2 separate regions of the Mus musculus genome follow, and region 1 is linked to region 2. The links are chromatin contacts, called in public Hi-C maps. All regions are on one chromosome and are shown on one strand. Each heading gives the region's core, a stretch centred on a gene start, on an enhancer-like site or on the middle of the called end of the contact. The rest is flanking DNA. Distances are from core to core; before and after follow the strand shown.

Region 1 (3,132 bases), core at 162-2,661, 260 kb after region 2:
AGTATTATATATGTGTAGAGGAAATTTATCATAACATCCAGAGTAACTGTGTGAATTGAACACAAGACAACACACACACAAAACAAACAAACAAGAACTAGTCATGTCTGAAGCTGGAAGTAAAGTGTCACGGCTCTGACTCGGCTCCTTTCCCTTAAACACTGTTTTTGCACCCACTGCCAATTCGTGAATTCAGCTCCGCAACACTTAGCTCCTTGTCTCCAGTACTCGTCCCTGCAAAGCTGCTGCTTTTGGCTTCCCTGCCCTGCATGCCTTCCCCAGGCTCTCCACTCTGCTCTCACCGTATCCGCTGCCACCAACACGGCTGATTCTTAAAACTCAACGAGATGAGCCATCCCATGGGAGCAAGGGCACTGCTTCCAGGGCAGATTCCTAGAACTTGTGGCAAAAACAAAACCACTGGCTCCTTCTCCACTGCTGTCTTCCGAGATGGCTCGCACACTCCCCACTCCAAAGCCATTAAAGGGCGCTTAAGAACCTCAAGCAGCATCAGCCACACCTGTGCTCTTCAGTGTTGGCTTTCCTAAAGGGCCCAGCAGCTGCTCCAGGGCAGTTTTTGCCTTTTCTGTTTCAGTAATTCCAGTTGCACCGGAATTTAACTGTAACCTAACAAAGTAAGTGACAAGAATGGCATATGAATCGCCCTCGTAGCAGACATCTACAGTGGTTGGATAAAATGAAAACCATTTGCTTATTCTATCTCAACACCATCAACAGTCTGAAGCACGATTTTACATTTTACAAAACGGATTCTTTACAAAAACAATCCTTAAGAAAAGGAAAACTTGCATGCAACATGCAGAACAAGTTAAGAATGACAGTGTGTTCTCAGAACCAATGGCTCTCAAAAGAACCCAGGGCTTGAGAGATGGCTCAGCAGTTAAGAGCATATACTACTCTAGCAAAGGACCTGAGTTCAACATCTGGCATCCATGCGAGGCTGCTTAGTGGGATCCAACATTCTCTTTTGGCCGCTGTAGACACTGCACGTATGCAGCGTAGACTCAACTCATACACATAAGTTTTTTTTTTTTTTTTTAAACAAAATAAAGATGCCTGTATCCCATTACACAGCTTTTGCCAGTGGTTACTAATATAGCGTGAATGTGTGTACGCAGATGTGCATGTGTGTGTAGGCACACCTAACTCTGCACGTGCATCTGGAGGCCAGAGAACAACCTGAGCTGTTGTATCTCCTCAGACACAGCAACAGCCTACCTTGTCTTTAACACGGGGTCTCTGGCTGGACCTGACTAGATGGCCGGTAAACACCAGGAATCTTCTTGTCTTCTTCCCAGTGCTGGGAGCTGCCCCTGGCCTGCCCGTGGGTACCGGGCATCGGCGTCAGGAACACATGCTTGAACACCAAGCACGTGACAGGCTGAGCTATCTCTGCAGCTCTAGTTTTTACTTCCCCCTCCTTTCTGAGTGAGGCACGTGATCCCTGAAGCACTACTCCAAAGGAGGACATGCGGTGAGATATGTTTACAAGACAAATTACCATGTGACTGCTGAATAAGAGGGTCAGCATGTCACCTCATTCCAGTCGCTGTGATAAAACGCCCTTAACAAAAGCAACTTTTTGTTAAGAGAAAGGGCTGATTTTGGCTCACAGTTGATGATGGGCTGTCATGAGGGGACCCTCCAGTGACATTCAGGTTACATTCTTGCTGCCCAGCAATGCTTCCCCTTTCTGTTCAGTTCAGGACCCAGCCTGTAAAGGAATGCTACTTCCTAATTTTAGGGTGGGTCTTTAGAGCCTAAGTTATCAGTTAACCTAATTGAGGAGACAGGTACAGGCAAGGGCAAAATCTGCTTTCCTGGGTGGTTGTAGGTCCTGTTAATTTGACAGTATTAACACTTTCCAAATGCTAGTGGAATCAGATTTTCCAGACATGGTATTATGTACACATACTGGTGTGTCCCTGCATCTTTGTGTGCACATACACGTAGAGGTCAGAGGTCGGCCTCTGAAGTTATTCCTCACACACTGTCCACCTTGTTTTGTTTTTGTGACAAGTGAGCTCCAGGGACCTTCCTTCTGTCTCCTGCTGGGAGACTTAAATTTCCAAATAGGTTTTAAGATCAGAAGCACTAGTCGGGTCTTGGGGTCTGGGCATTGAGCACAGGTCCTCCTGCGTGGCAAGCACTTTACTGGTTGCTGTCTCCAGCCCTACTTCTTAGTAAGTTAGAAAAGTCTTCTGTTTATTTACAAGCACAAGTAGAAATGATTTTCTGACACCTTACAGTTTGAATGCCTATAGGCTCTCATAATAGCCCCCCTCCCTCACTGGTTGAGTAGTGAATAAGGAGGTGTGTTAAAGTAAATTAACTGACTTGAAGATGAATGGGAATATTGTGCCAGGTAGTTTTCAGTAGACACATTAGGACAGACATCACCCATTTTACAGGCGATATGCTCTATCAGTTTCTGTATCTCATTCTTACCCTTGTTATCCGGCTCCCTTAGCTCTTGCCTGCCATCTGAGGGAATTTCAAATGGGTTTACAGAAGAGCTGAGCAAGCAGTTTATTACAGTAAAAGTTCCTCCAGACAGCTAGGAGAGGGCTGACAAGAGGGATGGCCCACAGCTCTCAGGCTATGAGGTTTGCCTCTCCCCCCACCCCCACCCCCCATGTCCTCTACTTATGTCCCCTTCCTCCCACCCCTTTTCCTCTCCCCTCCTTGAGCCAGGGTTCTATAAAACAGGTTGTTTTTATCTTCTCCCAGTGTGTGCACTCATTGCTAAGTTGCTTGTGATCTGGTGTCCTGATGATAGGATCACATGACTGTTTGTCAGCTCTGATCTCCTGATGCCACAGAGCTGAGATTAAACAATGCAGCTTTACCCCCTGACCCCTTCCACCACTGTTGACTGTGACTTCTACCCATGCAGTAACAACTTGGAATAAAAGTAACTCAGATAACATTGACCTGATGAAGCTGTGGGGGAGTCCTTGTCAGAATGACAGATCTCATCATCGTTTGCATTTTGCTGTCATCTTTTCTTGAGCAGTGGCTTTAAAGTGGTGATCAGGTGATTCTATTCCTAGGCAGCTTAGCTCAAGCAAATTTAACTTTCTCTGAAGCAGTATAAATTCCACCAAAGAC
Region 2 (3,008 bases), core at 436-2,935:
TTCATTGTTTCAGGTCTCTATGCCTCAGACTGGGGCACAGTGTAGACCCTAGAGGCTAGAAAGAAGGAGCCAGGGAGGTTATTAGCTCACTGCCATGTTCTTGCCATGGAGCTAACAGGCACTTTATTATCACTGGCTGAGTGAACACTGAAGTCTCTCTGCCCAGACAGCTCAGGCTCATTTGACTGAAGACAGGTAAAGTTTTAGGAGTGAAAGTAAAGCTGTCCTTCCTTCTCCTTCCTTCCTTCTTTTCTTCCTCCCTCTCTCCCTCCCTCCTTTCCTTCCTTCTCCTTCCTCCCTCCCTCCCTCTCTCCCTCCTTTTCTTCTTTCCTTCTTTCTCCTTCCCCTTCTTTCTCCTTCCTTCTTTCCCTCTTTTCATCCTTCCCTCCCTCCCTTCTTCCCTCTTTTCTCCTTTCCTCCTGTGATCCTAGGGACTAAACCCAGGGATTTCTTTCTTTCTTTCTTTCTTTCTTTCTTTCTTTCTTTCTTTCTTTCTTTCTTTCACTTTGGACTTGAATTGATATCCTAAGAAGTTTCTTTTTCTTTTTTTTTTTTAAGATTTATTTATTTATTATATGTGAGTACACTGTAGCTGTCTTCAGACACTTCAGAAGAGAGTGTTAGATCTTGTTACAGATGGTTGTGAGCCACCATGTGGTTGCTGGGATTTGAACTCAGGACCTTTGAAAGAGCAGTCGGTGCTCTTAACCACTGAGCCATCTCACCAGCCCCAACCCAGGGCTTTCTATATGTGAATGAAGCAAGTATTCTATCTCTGTTACATTCCTAGTCATCCATTTTATTTGAAGATCTGAAGGCAAAATAATAGAAAATATCTAATATAGTCTTGACATGTATATTTATATATACACACATATATTTATATTTGTATGTATTGATGAATATATACCTAAACTATACTGTGATTCAGAAGACATTATGAGTAAAACATCTAGCCGAGCAGTGGTGGCACATGCCTTTAATCCCAGCACTCGGGAGGCAGAGGCAGGTGGATTTCTGAGTTCGAGGCCAGCCTGGTCTACAGAGTGAGTTCCAGGACAACCAGGGCTACACAGAGAAACCCTGTCTCAGAAAAAAAATAAAAAATAAAAAAAAATGAAGACAAACAAAAAGAAAAACAAACAAGGGACTGGAGAGATGGCTCAGAGGGTAAGAGCACTGACTGCTCTTCCAAAGGTCATGAGTTCAAATCCCAGCAACCACATGGTGGCTCACAACCATCCTTAATAAGATCTGATGTCCTCTTCTGGTGTGTCTGAAGACAGCTACAGTGTAGTTAGATATAATAATAAAATAAATCTTTAAAAAAAAAAGAAAAGAAAAACAAACAAAACCTTCTAAGTTCAAAAGCACTTTAAAGATTGAGTAGAAGACTTCAAAGAAGTTGAAGAACCCTTGGGTTGTTCCTCCTTGAAACTGTTTACTTTCTTGGTTATAAAGGCACTGCCAGAGGATGTCCCTGCAACCACAGAGTGTGTCTGCTCCGTACATGTTATTCTAAACTTCTCTTCCTGTGATCCCTCACCCACAGGCTCACTTCTTGTTCCTATAAGTCATTATGTCACCAGTACTCACGTGGGAATCTTCCTGAAGTGCCCAACCTCTCTTGCCCTGACTCTCACAGTGTGAGCTCTGGTGGAAGGTACGATTGTCACCTGCCACCACATACAGCTTTGGCTGCCAGGTCTGCCATCCAGATGTCCTTGGTTCCTACTTTGTTTTATGATCTAGGTTACCCTGCCTTCTGATAATTATGTGGATTGCCCTGTAACTTTCCAATAAAATTTTCCTCACAGTTTAAGCAAATGTCATTGAGCACGTAGTGTAAAGCAAGCTAAGGCTTTGCACAACTTATCTTATTCAGTTCTCTGAATGGCCCGGTCAAAATGCACTGTTAGCAGCATTCTGCAGAGCCAGCATTAAACACAAAGGGGTTCAATGCTTTGTCCAAAGTCATAGGAGTTAGGAACTAGAGGTAAGAGGGAACCTAACTCCAGAGCCTGCAGGCTCATCACAGCAGCTGGCTTTGCCTTCCCATCCCTGCCTCCCAAAGCACACTTCTCCAGAAAGCCTCTGCCTGAGCTTCTCCCCTCTTCTCAGCCCCCACAAAGCTTCCCAGTGCTTCCCAAGATGGTGAGCATGCTAACACGCTCTGCCACATACACCGCTGCCACCCAGGAGCTCCACGCAGAGTCAGCCTTTCTCGTTTCATTTCACTACTCTGGAGCAGTCTGATCTTGCTCTCTGCTCCAAAGATGAGCTGCATGGGTGCTTATGAGGCTTCTGTGGCATATTAATACAGGCTACGACGGGCTCACAGGGAAGGGCACTCTTTTACTCCACCGCTGATTTTGCAGGGCTTATTTTACAGATAATGGACGGGTAGTAACTTCAGGACCAGCCCAGGCCAGGGTCAACCTAGCTCTGTTTCTTATAATTGGGTCAAGTGGATAAGTCCATTTTTCACTTGTCCAAATGGAGAAATTGCCTGCAATGTGGCTGCAGTCTGCACTAGAAAGACGAATAAGTAACCCCAAGGATGACTCAGGAGACATCTGATAATTTCCCCTCTCCTTCTCTTCCTCCTTCTCTTCTTAACAGTTTTTGATATGCAGCTTTGGCTAGCTTACTAGGTATCCCAGGCCACCTTTAAATTCGTGGCAATCCTGTTGCTTCAGTCTCCTGAATGCCGGGATTGTGGGTGTGTACTGCGATGCCTACATAAGCATTTCATTGTAACAAAATCTGATGATGCAGACTAGTATAAGCTTGTAGTCCCAGCTACTTGAGAGGCAGAAGCAAAAAAGATCTCAAGTTCCAGGCCTGCCTGGGCCACACAGAATGTTGGTCAGTTCCTAAGCTCTTATTTGAGTACTGTTTGAAAAGGTCTTGTTCAAGCCCAGAAGCACAGGTGCAGAAGTGAGACCCACAGAAAAGGGGTTGAGGGTGGCCTAGTGGTGGAACACTTTCCTAGCATGTGAGACACC

The links. A called contact is a pair of places that touch in the nucleus more often than the background predicts.
Region 1: a Hi-C map of bone marrow-derived macrophages shows a contact between it and region 2, with 23 read pairs. The contact joins two enhancer-like sites. A contact is called at or near these places in 2 of 15 datasets of contacts at CTCF or cohesin (the NIH/3T3 cell line and pro-B cells), 21 of 484 Hi-C or Micro-C datasets (CD4 T cells, Th2 cells, bone marrow-derived macrophages and 12 more), 2 of 115 datasets of contacts at active chromatin or transcription factors (CD8 T cells and embryonic stem cells) and 1 of 9 other capture datasets (embryonic stem cells).

What each region holds. Positions count from the first base shown.
Region 1 is chr3:84,882,575-84,885,706 of GRCm38.p6, forward strand. All of the region lies in intron 3 of Fbxw7 (F-box and WD-40 domain protein 7), which reads left to right. Among named protein-coding and RNA genes, the nearest start is that of Gm40080, 5.7 kb to the left of the region's middle. Within about 2 kb of position 1,412, at least 56 of the 459 cell types and tissues checked have an H3K27ac peak or open chromatin away from gene starts, as enhancers often do. A contact at or near this core is called in bone marrow-derived macrophages, where this site is marked.
Region 2 is chr3:84,620,681-84,623,688 of GRCm38.p6, forward strand. No RefSeq gene overlaps it. Among named protein-coding and RNA genes, the nearest start is that of Gm46836, 18 kb to the left of the region's middle. Within about 2 kb of position 1,686, at least 34 of the 459 cell types and tissues checked have an H3K27ac peak or open chromatin away from gene starts, as enhancers often do. A contact at or near this core is called in bone marrow-derived macrophages, where this site is marked.